Linked DNA regions of Sus scrofa: region 2 is linked to region 1. A link is a contact called in public HiChIP or PLAC-seq data. All regions are on one chromosome and are shown on one strand. Each heading gives the region's core, a stretch centred on a gene start, on an enhancer-like site or on the middle of the called end of the contact. The rest is flanking DNA. Distances are from core to core; before and after follow the strand shown.

The links. HiChIP or PLAC-seq counts read pairs in DNA pulled down with a chosen protein or histone mark.
Region 2: a contact with region 1 is called in an H3K27ac HiChIP or PLAC-seq map of skeletal muscle. The contact joins the promoter of ZFP14 here to the promoter of ZNF566 in region 1. A contact is called at or near these places in 1 of 5 promoter capture datasets (liver), 1 of 47 Hi-C or Micro-C datasets (epiblast stem cells) and 2 of 2 datasets of contacts at active chromatin or transcription factors (alveolar macrophages and skeletal muscle).

The regions. Positions count from the first base shown.
Region 1 is chr6:45,892,348-45,899,350 of Sscrofa11.1, forward strand. ZNF566 (zinc finger protein 566) reads left to right here and starts at 1,636. Exons shown (of 3, transcript XM_021097194.1): 1 at 1,636-2,050. It overlaps LOC110255280 (zinc finger protein 82 homolog), which reads left to right and starts at 1,923. Exons shown (of 7, transcript XM_021097168.1): 1 at 1,923-2,050.
Region 2 is chr6:45,985,220-45,992,077 of Sscrofa11.1, forward strand. ZFP14 (zinc finger protein 14 homolog) reads left to right here and starts at 2,441. Exons shown (of 4, transcript XM_013998455.2): 1 at 2,441-2,551.

The DNA.
Region 1 (7,003 bases), core at 386-2,885:
CTTGGGCCACTCCTGCGGCATATGGAGGTTCCCAGGCTAGGGTAGAATCGGAGCTGTAACTGCTGGCCTATGCCACAGCCACAGCAACCCGGGATCCGAGCCGCGTCTGCGACCTACACCACAGCTCACGGCAACGTCGGATCGTTAACCCACTGAACAAGGGCAGGGACCAAACCCGCAACCTCATGGTTCCTAGTCAGATTCATTAACCACTGCGCCAGGACGGGAACTTCGAAGAAAGCATCTTTGCAATTAGCAGCAATTTATTTTTACACCCTCCCCCCCAAAAAAAAATCCACTGGCCTTGGGGTAACCAGAGGAAATTAAGTAAATCCTTGATTTGGCTAGACTCCTTAAAGAACCTCAAACTTACATTCCTTGATCTCACTAAACGTTGATTGTTTGTGTTTTTTTTTTTAATCCGACAATGGGAATAACACTTTAATTCACTTCTCTGCTATTTCCAATGGCCAATACTACTCCTCAATCTTTAAAGTTATTTCTTAGTCTAGAACTGCACAAATCAGCTCCCTTAGACATACACGCCTCCCCCAAGACGTTAAAAGAACATCAAGATTGAATGGCTAGGACTCCAAGATCTGGGCTCTAAGCAAGAGCAAGCCCCCCATTTAAAAAAATAGTTTCTTTAAAACCAACTTTCGTTTTTTAAAAAAGCGCTGCTTTAATTTCTATTCCATAATTGATCAAGCTTTAAATCATTTATTAGCTCAATTATGTAATCTTTCTCCCATCAAACCTTAAAAAAAGACAAAACAAAAACAAAAACAAAAACAAAAAACCTGCCCCAGAAAGATCCATCCTCCTTGCCACTGTTTTACAATGAGGTTCAGAGATTATTTACCAAGATACAATCTCAGTCAAACATACGGTTGATACTCATTTAAATTATCAATTACTGGGGTTCCCTGGTGGCTAAGCGGGTTAAAGATCCAGCGTCCTCACTGCTGTAGCGATAGGTTTCATCCCTTGGCCTGGGAACTTCTGCATTCCAGAAGACAATCAATCAATCACAAATAGTTAATTCCACACACACCCCTACACAAAATCATGCGTCCAGTTTCTTCTCTATGGCACCCAACACATACCGGGCTCTCATTACTTGCATTCTGCACAGCTTGCCTCACCACCCCCTCATTCTCACGCTGCGACTATCACACCGAAGTCAGGAGCACAGCCCCTTTGCGAAGTCGGAAACTACTCCGTTTTAAACACCCCCTCCCCATTTCACGTTTAGCGATTCCTCCCCTTCAACCTCCCCAATCCCGTGGCAAGTTCCTGGTCTCCTCCTCTGCAGCCTCCTGGACTAGCTTTGGGTCTCAAAAATCTCAGGTCCCAAAACTCGGCACCGAAGAATCCCCCAAGTCAAACTCACACCCAAACAAAGGCCAAGACGGCGACCCAGAAAGCCTGCGCGCTCCCCTGGGCGCAGTGACACTCCCAGATGTCTGCGGGGTGTGGCCAGGCTCAGGGGATGAGGAATCCAGACGAATTTCAAACGGTCCATCCACCGCTTTTTCCTGCTTCCTAACTACACTTCCCAGGAGGCTCGGCGGTGCAAATTACCTCCCCTTGCGGACTAACTCTTTTCTTCCAGAGCGCGTTCAACTCCAGGGGATACAGTAGGGCGGACCTGGGAAGTCCATTTTCAAATGCTTAGGAGTGGCCTTCTTTGGGGACCACTGCCTGAGGCTGAGCCAGGCTCCGCGAGGTCTCTGGTGCGCGTTTGTGAGGGGGACGCAATCTTTTCGGCGGGACAGCAGCTGAGCTCTGATAAAAATCCCGTTGACTGTCAGCCATCTTGCCCGCCTCTGGGCGTCGCTGACTACACTTCCCAGAGGACTCCTCGGCAAAACGTGATTCTCGTGTGAATTCAACCTCGAGAATCACGCTCTGGGGGGACCCTCAGGTCCGTACCAGCAAGTGTTTCAGTGCAGTGGAGGGCTCTGCGCCTTTGGAAGCTTGGAAGAACCGAGGTGGGGAACCCTAAGAGAGGGTGGGCTTGAAGCATCGGCTTTGTACCGCTGAGGAGGTGAGATTGAAATTGTGTGTTTGTGTCTGTGTATTGGTATGTGATGAATGACCGTGTGATTGTGTCTCGCTGTTCCTGTAGTGAGCGTGTGTTTCCAATGATAACCGTGTGCAGCACAGCCTCAGAGCCTGTGACTGCTCTGGTGTGACGCGATGCGACCCGGTGAGGTACATGTAATCACGTGTGGCATTGAATGTGCTGGTGTGAGGAGCTTGTGACTCGGTGGATGTGATAGCGTTTGCCCCGTAGAGGGGTGTGATTGCGCGACTGTGTGCTGCAGAGTACCGTTGGGGTACTTGTGGATACTGTGTGGTTTTATCTGTCGTTTGTGTGATTGTGACTGCGACCGTGTTCAGGTGTGCAGTGCCTGTGACAGTGTGAGTTGTGATTTATTGTCCTCTTGGTAATTGTGTGATTGTGCTTATGTGACCTTTTGAGGCCCTGGGTATGAGGCCCTGTTGTTTGAGTTGCGGGTTATCTTTAGCTGTAAGTTCCCATGTTCGTTTATATTTGTGTGTGGTTATGTTATTATGTTAGCATCACTGGATAAATGTATGAGGATTTTTCACTTATGTATATATACCACTTTAAGCATTATACTGTAGTTTTTCCCCATTTTAAAACTTTATGTGAATGCTGACATACTTTTATCTCTTACTTTAATGATTTGTACAACTATGTTTTTGGGAATTATCCATATTAGATATGATAGTGGTTCATTTGTTTTCTTTATTATATTCCATCCTTTAAAGTATACCAGTTATTCATCCCTTCTAAAAATGATGGACATTTGAGTTATTTCTAGTTTTTCACTTTATAGACTGTGCTGCCACCAGCATTCTTTTACATAGGATACACATGCATGATTTACCTACCAATGGAATTACAGTGTCATATATCTTCCACTTTACCAGGTAGTGCCAAAATATCTACCAAACTAAATTTATACTTGCACAGCAGTGTTTGAAACATCACATTGCTCCATGTCCCTACCAAAACATGGTTCTGATAATTTTTTTACATTTTTATGATATAGCAAATATACAGTAAAGTGCATGAATCTTTTTTTTTTTTTTTTTTGCTTTTTAAGGCCTCACCTGTGGCATATGGAAGTTCCCTGGCTAGGGGTCTAATCAGAGCTGTAGCTGCCAGTCTACACCACAGCCACAGCAACACTAGATCCAAGCTGCATCTGTGACCTACACCGTAGCTCATGGCAACACCGGATCTTTAACCCACTGAGCAGGGCCAGGAATCGAACCTTCATCCTCATGGGTACTAGTCGGATTCATTACTGCTAAGCCACAACGGGAGCTCCAAATGTGTGATCTTAAGTATACAGCTGTAAAACAGTTTCCTAGATCAACACAAAGAACTTTACCACTACCCCAGAAGATTCACTCATGCCCCTTCCAAGTTATTCCTCTCCCAGAATCAATATTCAGAATTCTATAACCATTAGTTGATTTTACCCTTTCTTGAATTTCATAAACAAATGGAATTATATAGTATGTGCTCTTTTACAATTGGCTTCTTTTGTTCTGCATTATATCTATGAGATTTATCTGTGTTGTTGAGCGTAATTGCATTTAGTTATGATTACATTTAGGGATATGTTGCAATTGATTGATTTTTCAAAATTTCCAATATCGTTGCTATGAACATTTTGCTGTGGTTTTTGTGAACACATAAATACTGTTCTCCTGCGTAAATATTTAGGAATGGAATTGATAGATCACTGGGAAGGCATATGTTTAGTAAATACTACCAATGCTCGTGTTGTACCAGTTTACACTCCATCCAGTAATGTATGAGAGTTTCAGTTGCTCCACATCATCTCCATTATTTGATATTATCAATCTCTTATTTTAACTATTTTGGTGGATGTGTGGTCTACTTTCATTGCAGTTTTAACTTGCATTTCCCTGATGTGTAACATTCTGCACCTTTTCATATCTTTATTGGCCACTTGAATATCCAGTTTTTTAAAAGGATCTATTCAGGTCTCTTTGTCCTCTTGCCCTTTTAAATTTTTTTCTCTCTCTCTTTTTTTTTTTTTTTTTAAACCTATGCTGGATCCTTAACCCACTGCACCACAGCAGGAACTCCAGATTTTTTTCTCATTTTTAAAAAACTTTTTATTTTCATATTTTTTCGTATTGTAAACATAGTACAAGGAATTCCCATATACTCTTCATCTTCACTCAGGTGTTCATAGTACATTTATGAAAACCAGGACATGTGCCCTGATACAAGACTTTTGCTAATTTATAGATTTCTTTCTTTCTTTTTTGGCCACCCCACGGCATATGGCATTCCTGGGCCAGGAATCAGATCTGAGCCACAGTTGTGATCTATGCTGCAGCTGTGGCAACGCCAGATCCTTAACCCACTGTGCCAGGCTGGGTATTGAACCTACATCCCAGGGCTCCACAGCTGCCAATGATCCCCTTGGGCCACAACGGGAACTCCCAGGGACTGAAATCTGATTCACAGCTTCCACAGCACTGGATCCTTTAACCCGCTGTGCTGGTGGGGAGCCAATCTGCACTTCCACAGTGACGTGAGCTACTGCAGTTGGATTCTTAATCCAGGGAAATGTTTGGCCATTTCCTTATGTCAAATTCTTTTCTCCAACAGTGAGAAACCTGCTTCTTAATATCAATAATTTTTTTCTGGGAGTTCCCATCGTGGCGCAGTGTTTAACGAATACGACTAGGAACCCTGAGGTTGCGGGTTCAGTCCCTGCCCTTGCTCAGTGGGTTAACGATCTGGCGTTGCCGTGAGCTGTGGTGTAGGTTGCAGACGCGGCTCGGATCCCGCGTTGCTGTGGCTCTGGCGTAGGCCGGTGGCTACAGCTCCGATTCAACCCCTAGCCTGGGAACCTCCATATGCCGTGGGAGCTGCCCAAGAAATGGCAAAAAGACGAAAAAAAAAAGACATTTCCAAAGTTACTCCGTTTAGTTCTTTTCCTCACCACCCTCTTCATTGTAGTTTTGTCACTCATTTTTCCTACATTTAGCTTTCTGTGTTATACTTCAGGTTCCCTTACATCCTGGTTGATTGCAACATGTCAATATTTTGAGTATGAAAAAATTAATGTAGTTCCTGCCCACTCCCTGTACATAATCAACCTCATTAGTTTCTGCTTTATCCTTTTGGTATTCCCCTTTGCACAAATGAACAGATACAGGTATTCTTTTGAGTGACTCCTTTTTGCATTAAAGATACTCTAGGTACTCTTTTAAACATTGTTTCTTTTACATGTCCTGGACATTCTACTGCAATTCAAGGAGATGCTAACAATTTTTTTATAGCTTTATAATTTCTAGGGTATGGATTTATCATGGTTTATTCAAGCATTCTCCTTTAATGGGCATTTTACAGGTCATTTACAATATTTTGCTATTAGAAATAGCACAACAATAAATGACTTTCTATAGATACATTTTTGTATTGTGTGAGGTGTATCTTCAGAGTAGATTCCTAAAAGTGGGATTGCTGGGTTAAAAGGTAAATGTATATGCAGTTTTGCTAGGTATTGCTAAATTCTCCTCTAGAGTTGTTATATCGGTTTTCATTTCCACTTGCAATGTCATAAGAGTGCCTCTTCCTTTCCCCACCCACAGCGTAGCCAACAGAATGTTCCCTCATGCATGCTTTTTGGTTCTTACCATTGTAATAGGTGAAACATAGTATCTTGGTGTTGTTTTTTAATTTGCTTAATTATGAATGTGCTTGAACATTTTATTTTATTTTATTTTATTTATTTATTTTATTTTATTTTTTTGTCTTTTGTCGTTGTTGTTGTTGTTGCTATTTCTTGGGCCGCTCCTGCGGCATATGGAGTTTCCCAGGCCAGGGGTTGAATCGGAGCTGTAGCCACCGGCCTACGCCAGAGCCACAGCAACGCGGGATCCGAGCCGCGTCTGCAACCTACACCACAGCTCACGGCAACGCCGGATCGTTAACCCACTGAGCAAGGGCAGGGACCGAACCCGCAACCTCATGGTTCCTAGTCGGATTCGTTAACCACTGCGCCACGACGGGAACTCCTATTTTATTTATTTTTGATTTTTAGGGATGCACCCTTGGCATATGGAAGTTCCCAGGCTAAGGGTTCAAATCAGAGCTATAGCTGCCGGCCTACGCCACAGCCACGGCAGCTCGGGATCCAGTGGTACCTGTGAGCATCACCACAGCTCATGGTGAGGCTAGGGATCTAACCCACATCCTCATGGATCCTAGTCGGGTTTGTTAACCACTGAGCCACGAAGGGAACTCCTGTTTGCACATTTTAAATTGTATTTGTGTGCGTGGTGGCCAATTAATACCTTTCCCCATTTTTCTAGCCGTTTTTTAGCCCTTTGTCTTCTATGATTAGTAGTTTTGGGGTTTTTTGGTTGGTTTTTTGGTTGTTGTCTTTTTGGTATCTTGAAAAGAAATCTTTGCTTATTCCCAAGGTCTTAAAGATACTCTCCTTTGTGGAAGTTCCCAGGCCAGGGATCAAACCTGTGCCATAGCAGTGACTCAGGCTGCTGCAGTGACAGTGCCAGATCCTTAACCTGCTACACTGCAAAAGAAGTCTATGTGTTCTTTTAGAAGCTTTATAAATTTAACATCCACATTTAAATCTGTGATCCATATTAAATTAATTTTTGTGTATGGTGAGAGGTAAGGACAGAGGCTGTTTTTCCATTCAAGTATCTAATTCTTCCACCAAGATTTTATTGAAAACACCATCCTTGTGGTGAGATTGATTTCAAGAAGCTTTTATTGTAAATCAGGTGATATTATATATGTGGCTCCCTTTCTGAACTGTATTCTTTTTATTTTTTTCTTTTTGTTAGTACCACTGTTATGAAGTCTACAGTATTAATTCTCTCTTTTTTCTTCTTTTTTTCAGACTATTTTAAATCTTCTCAATTTCCTATAGATGTTAGAATCAGTTTG
Region 2 (6,858 bases), core at 1,191-3,690, 94 kb after region 1:
GGAGAGGAGAGGGCTAGACTAAACTTGCGGTGTTGGACTGCAGTTGGAGGTATCACTGTAAGGTCATGTTTTTTTTAAAAAAAAGATAAATATAAAAATACATATAGGGTTGTGTGTGCATCTGTGTCCTTCTATGTCATCTATGTTGCTCCAGTATCAATGAGAATATCCAGCACCCAATGGGAACCCGGGCTACTTGGAGAAATTGCATAAAACGTTGAACAGAGAAAAATAGGGTTAGAATATTTTGTAGACATAGAAAGCAGAGAGGTGCTCAAAAAATGTTTGAAATATGTCCAAAGATCATAGTGTCTAAAGGAGTTCTCACTGACTAAATCTGGATAATCGAAGCATCAAAATAGGTCATGATAGTAGCAGATTGAGTAAAACCATTGAATAACCCAGTAACTAAAAGGAGAAGAGTCCATGAAAGAATCCATGAAACATGCTTTATAGTAGGATGCCAATTTACTAATGTAGGAGGAATGGTGAAATTAGAAAGTCGCCATCAATCAACCATCACAGTAACCACTGATTCTATAAGACTCATCAATGTATCTAACACTACTGAGTGAAAAAATTTGATGAGAAACAATATGATACCATCTTAAAACACTCTTGCCAGAAATATTAATTGCAAAGGGAAAAACAGTAACATTACAGTGAAGAAACTTGACACACCACCTTAACCAGTAATCAAAGTTAATGTGACCAGTGTGACACAAAAGATGTATACACTGAAGCATTTAGGGGTAAAGGAGCCTTATGTGTGCAACTGACTTTTGTGAATAAAATTCCAATTGTTCAGAAAAAGAATCAGAAAATAAATGCAGTGTGTTAGCATTTACAGAAACTATCTGAAGGGTATATAAGAATTCTTTGTGCTATTGCAACTTTTCTCTGCATTTGATATTTCAAAATAAAAAAGTTTTATTAACAAAGCATGTTTGCATTCTCCCTTCTCCATTAATTGCTCTGTGATGTTGGACAGGTTTCTTCACCTCTCCATGTTCTGTGTCTGTTGCATGAGGATCAAAATAGTACTAACATGATGGAGTTATGAAGAATAATTAATACATGCAACAGTCTTAAAACGGCCTGGTAAAAAGAAAGAGCACTGTATATTTTAGCTTTTAATTTTTGCTTGAAAATTTGTCTAGATACAGAGAAATGTTTCATAAAAGAAGGGTCAATTCATCGGGAAGACACACAATCATAAATGTGCACGTACTATAATAATGGAGCTTCAAAATATATGAAGCAAAAACTGAAATTCACAATCATAGTTTTCATGTGACTCCTACTTCATATCTTCCTGTTTGCAAAATGAGAACTAAGATTAGCCTAGACATTTTCAAATACTTTCTAAAGTTTTATATTTTTAAAAAAAGTTTTATGTTCTTGAGAGAAGAAAAATTCTTCCTTCTATTAACTAATACATAAAAAATGTAAGATGGAGAAGCTGCTACAGTGTAGTCCCTGGTAGGCTTATCCGGTTTCTTAGGAATGAACCCAGGACGGGATGAATTCAATTATTACTCATCTGAGAGACTTCGGAAGACACCCTTCCTAATGTTCACTTTTCAATCGTCCTCATCAGTATGTATGTATGTATTTAACAGGGCTTGAAAATACTTTGAAGCAATACCGGGTAGAACTAAAAGGAAAATAGAAATAGACACACCTCTCTTAGTAATTACTAGGACTAGATTTTTTAAAAATCAGTAAGGATAAATAACATCTAAATGACAATACCCACTACCTTAACCTAACAGATTTTTACAGAACTATCCGTCCACAAGCTCAAGAGGGAAGGAGGGGGAAAAAAAAAAAAACCAAAACAATCCGGGAGAGAATAGGAAGGGAGGAGGGAGCGAGCACTAAGCAACCTCTGTGTGTCCAGGTTCTGCTAGGGTTTGGAGGATATTGAGACTTTTTTTCCCCCCCCAGGGCCGCACCTGCAGTTTATGGAAGTTACCAGCCTAGGGATCGAATTGAAGCTGCAGCTGCTCGCCAGCCACAGGCTGGATCCCAGCCTCGTCTGCTACCTACACCACAGCTCATGGCGATGCTGGATCCTTACTTAACCCACTAAGCGAGGTCAGGGATCGAACTCGCATCCTCATTGGTACTAGTTGGGTTCGCTTCCTAAGCCACAACGGGAACTCCGGATTTTGAGTCTTGAGGTACAACCACGTCCTGCTTGGGTATACACACCCGAGCACCTGCTATGTGCGTAGTACATATATTAGGTGCCTGCTGCACTTCTCTTAGCACTAGTAGGGGTTTCTCAAAAACAACGCTAACCCAAGTTCGAGGAGGGTGCCTCGGTCAGCCTGGGACAGCCTCGAAGGCTCTCAGGCAGCAGTCCAACCGTCTCGGAGACTCAAGGACCCTGGGGATTCTCCGCCTGAGCTGGACAACCCGCACTTGCGCATTCGGCGCAGCCAGCTGGGGCGCGGACCAGGCCCTCCCTAGCCGGGACTACATCTCCCACAGGCCTCTGCGCCTACTTTCCTTCCGCCTTCCTTGCTGGTGTCGGCTCGGAGAGGTGAGTTGCTCGCGTGCATTGAGGAAATGGGCGCGGGGGCGGCGCGGGGGCGGCGCGGCCCTGTGTGTGCAGGGCTGCAGTGACTGTGTAGTTTGTGACGCTGAGTGGACATTGGGTTCCCCGATGCATCCTCTGTCCGCCCGCTTCGGGGCCGCACAGATGCAGCGGCCCAGAATGGCTCCGAGTTAGATTTATGAACCCCACAGTGAAGGCCCCTAACAAAAAGACGCAGTCTGAAGAACAACAGCTTTCAAAGCCACAGCTTAACCAGAGCTCCCTCCCAAGGCAGCTCTAGAGAACTCGTAGACAGATACCAGCCCAGGTCTTTGTACTCTGGCCGTTCTCTCTGATACCGGGAAGGGTCAGCTTCACCCCAGGCTCCCTGTTATTTCCATCGGGTTTGGTGTGTGGTGGATGGTGGGAGAAAGTGTGGTAGTGAAACCGGACACGGTCCTGTGGGGCTCCTGGGCGCAAGAGTAGCGGGGGTGTGTCTTTAGCCTGGCCTGGCTTACCTCCAAAAAAAGGCTCAGTGCGTTGAGATTCCTGTTTCCTTACCCCAGCCTGCTGATCTTTAGGACGGAGAGAGAAAGGAGGAAATAATTGCATATATTTATATTTGTGTATGTATATGCACATATGTATATATATATGAGTTTGTTTTTTCTCTTTGTTCCATGAAATGTAATTTTTATTTTTTCTGGACATGGTGGTATTTGCTTCTCCTGATGAAAGAGTGAAAAAATCAGGTCGGACCGAAAAGAGAAAAAGCGACGCTCCCATTAATGAGATTGGAAAAGAAAAGATAAAGCCAGCTGCAGAGTTAATAGAAAACATTATTTCTGCCCAGGTCATGCAGCAGTTGTAAAATGCTCCCTGTTTGAGAGCTTAAAGTGTGCTTACCAATGATGCTACTTTTATTTTATTACTAGAGATACTCAGTTGCTAAATTACCCTCACTTCACTGATAGCACTTAATCTCCAGTTAATCCTTGCCTCTTCTGTTCTCACCTCAGAAACAGCAGTGGTTCCAGAATTGTTCCCACTTCCTCAGGTTCCTTCAGTTGGAGCTCAGCTCTTTACAGAAGAGGTTTTCTTATCCTTTTTGTTGCCGAAACTCGGCTTCTGTCCACTGGTGCTGAATAGAAACACAGAGTTTTGGGTGAAAGAGGAAAAAAGTAGCCCTTATTGCCTTGCCAGGCAGAGGAGGCCACAGCAGGCTAATGCTTTAAAGACTGTGCCCTACATTGAAAAGTACTGCAGGGAGTTTTATAGTAAAAAGAAGAAAAACAGGTTTCTGGATAAGAATCAGGGTTGAGGGCAAATATGCATTCTTCTTTCTTTGGGGGAAATCTTTATAGTCATCGAGGTTGGTGTCAGGACATCTCAGCTGACCCTGCTTATCTTCTGGGTTATTGTATCTTGATTTTTCCTGAAATAAAAATACTTGGAAAAGAGGCACGTTAATCAGTGATGAGGTCAATCTAGTTAAGTCCTAAAAAAAAAAAAAAAAAAAAAAAATGTGCTTAATAATCTTTAACTCACAGGCATTTATGCTCAGGGTGCCTCATCTTTAGCTTACAGGTAATTGTGTTTAGGGTGCAGTTAAGCCAGGGAGAAGGACAAGGAAGGGCGCTAAGCTGTTCAGTTTTAAAGTATTCATTATGTGTTATTCCTCAAGAGGGAACCAGGGTCCTGCCTGGGCGCTGTACTCTTGTTCCTTGACTGCTCCTGCTTTGTCTTTGCGTCCCCTTCCTTCCCTGGTCAGCAACTGTCTGAACCTGCCCCTTGGAACTCAGGGAACACTATGAAGGCTGAATGAGGCCCATTTCCTAAAAAACAAGAAAAGAGACACACAGAAAGGCTTTTGTGCCGGGGAGCCCCACAGGGCCCTGCTCTGTTACAATTTGCCCCATCACGTTCCAGCTGTTCCTGTGAACTTTCCTCCCTCTCTTGAGTCAGTAACTCTTAAATTTTGTTGCACTTTACAGGCTTGTTCCAGGTAGTCTAGCTGGCTAGGCTTTAACACCTGAAATACTGTCTCTGTGGCCCCGGTGCTTTGTTTTTCCTTCCTAGTGAATGATGGGGAGGATGAGGATAGAGCACCCCAGCCCCACCAAGGGTATCCTCTCCTCTCCAGTGGCTATTCACATGAATATTTGGCAGCTATTTAATTCCTCCTCTGAGTGGCTGCTTTCTCTTAATATGAATGGTCTGCAACTAAACCTCATGCAGGGAGGCTAACTACAGAGCTTTATTTATTTATCTTCTTAGGGCCGGCGTATGGAGGTTCCCAGGGCAGGGGTTGAATCGGAGCTACAGCTGTCTGCCTACGCCACAGCCACAGCAACGCCGGATCCGAGCTGCATCTTCGACTAACACTGAAGTTCACGGCAACACCAGATCCGCAACCCACTGAGTGAGGCCAAGGATCACGTGAGGCCAGAACCTGCATCCTCATCGATGCTAGTCGGGTTCGTGGACCGCCGAGCCACAATGGGAACTCCTGCAGAGTTTTATTTTAGGCTGTAATATATCGAGAAGATTATAGTTGAGTTGAAATCTTTTTTTTTTTTTTTTTTTTTTTTTTTTTTTTTTTTTTTTGTCTTTTTGCTATTTCTTTGGGCCGCTCCCGAGGCATATGGAGGTTCCCAGGCTAGGGGTCCAATCGGAGCTGTAGCCACCGGCCTACGCCAGAGCCACAGCAACGTGGGATCCGAGCCGCATCTGCAACCTACACCACAGCTCACGGCAACGCCGGATCCTCAACCCACTGAGCAAGGCCAGGGATCGAACCTGCCATCTCATGGTTCCTAGTCAGATTCGTTAACCACTGAGTCACGACAGGAACTCCCGAGTTGAAATCTTACACTAGTGACTTTGGTATTTTCCGCTGCCCTGAGGTCAACATCGAGGAAAGGAGTTCCTAGCATGGTGCAGTGGAAATGAATCTGACGAGATCCCATGAGGATGCAGGTTGGATCTCTGGCCTCGCTCAGTGGGTTGGGGATCCAGCGTTGCTGTGAGCTGTGGTATAGGTTGCAGACACGGCTCGGATCCTGTGTTGCTCTGGCTGTGTTGTAGGCTGCCAGCTACAGCTCTGATTCTACCCTTCTGGAACCTCCATATGCCACAGGTGCTGCCCTAAAAAGACAAAAAAAAAAAAAAAAAAAGAAAGATGGGGTATGGTTTTATTGGTGACAGGGTCTTGTACTTTTGAGGCTTTTATGAGTGGTAATGTTGTAGATTTTTAACAGAGGAACCTGTGTCAACAAGAGAAAAGGTTATTAGTGGAAGGGAAGGGAAGACATCAGTAGAAATTTGAGAAGTGGTTTGAAGTTTTTGACAGTATGAGTTTGTTTCAGGCCACGTATTAATGTGGTCTCATGAAAGGCGGTTTAGTATAGTGGCAATAGTATGGGTTATGGAGCTAAATAAATTATCAGGGTTCTCATCCTAAACCTGCCACTTAGAGCTCGGTGAAGTTGGGGCAGTTTATTTCATTTCTTGGTGCGACTGTTCCTTCATCTATTAAAGGAGGATAATAATAGAACCTACCTATAGTTTGCTATGAGTAGATGAATCAAGTATTTGTAGAGTCCTCAGATAATGCTTGACACATAAATCCTCAATAGATTTATTTTATTTTTTCTTTTTATGGTCATACCTGTAGCATATGGGAATTCCCAAGCCAGGGATTGAATCTGAGCTGCAGCTGTGACCTGTGCCACAGCTGCCACACCAGATCCTTAACCCTCTGCACCAGGCTGGGGATTGAAGTTGCAACTCAGCGGCGACCTGAGCTGCCACAGAGACAATGCCGGATCCTTAACCCACTGCCTCACAGTGGGAATGCCATATAGATGTATTTTTGATGCATTGGTGGGAGGAGGTGAGCTCTATGTCCTTCTATTCCACCATCTCAATTGGAGCCTCACAATTTACTGTTTTTTTTTTTTCTTGCTCCCTTATCTGAGTTATAGTTTCTGCCTTTTCATTTTGTATAGGTTTTTGGTGTGGTCTCCTTTTTGCAGAAAACAGAGTTGTAGCCTCTCTTGCTGCTGGTGTCCACCTCCCTTGTGGCTGAAGTTGGTATGGGGGGGGCTTGCTTTGGGCTTCCTGATGGGAGGGACTGGTGCCTGCCCACTGGTGGGTGGAGGTGATTTATCCCTGTGGTGGGTGGGGCTTTGTCTCTGGGTGAGATTAGAGGCGGCTGTGTTGGAGCCTCACCATTTTTACTTTAATGATGTTGCCTGCAAAGTGAGACTAATAGGACAGGAAGATCCATTAGTAGTTGGATAGACAGCTCG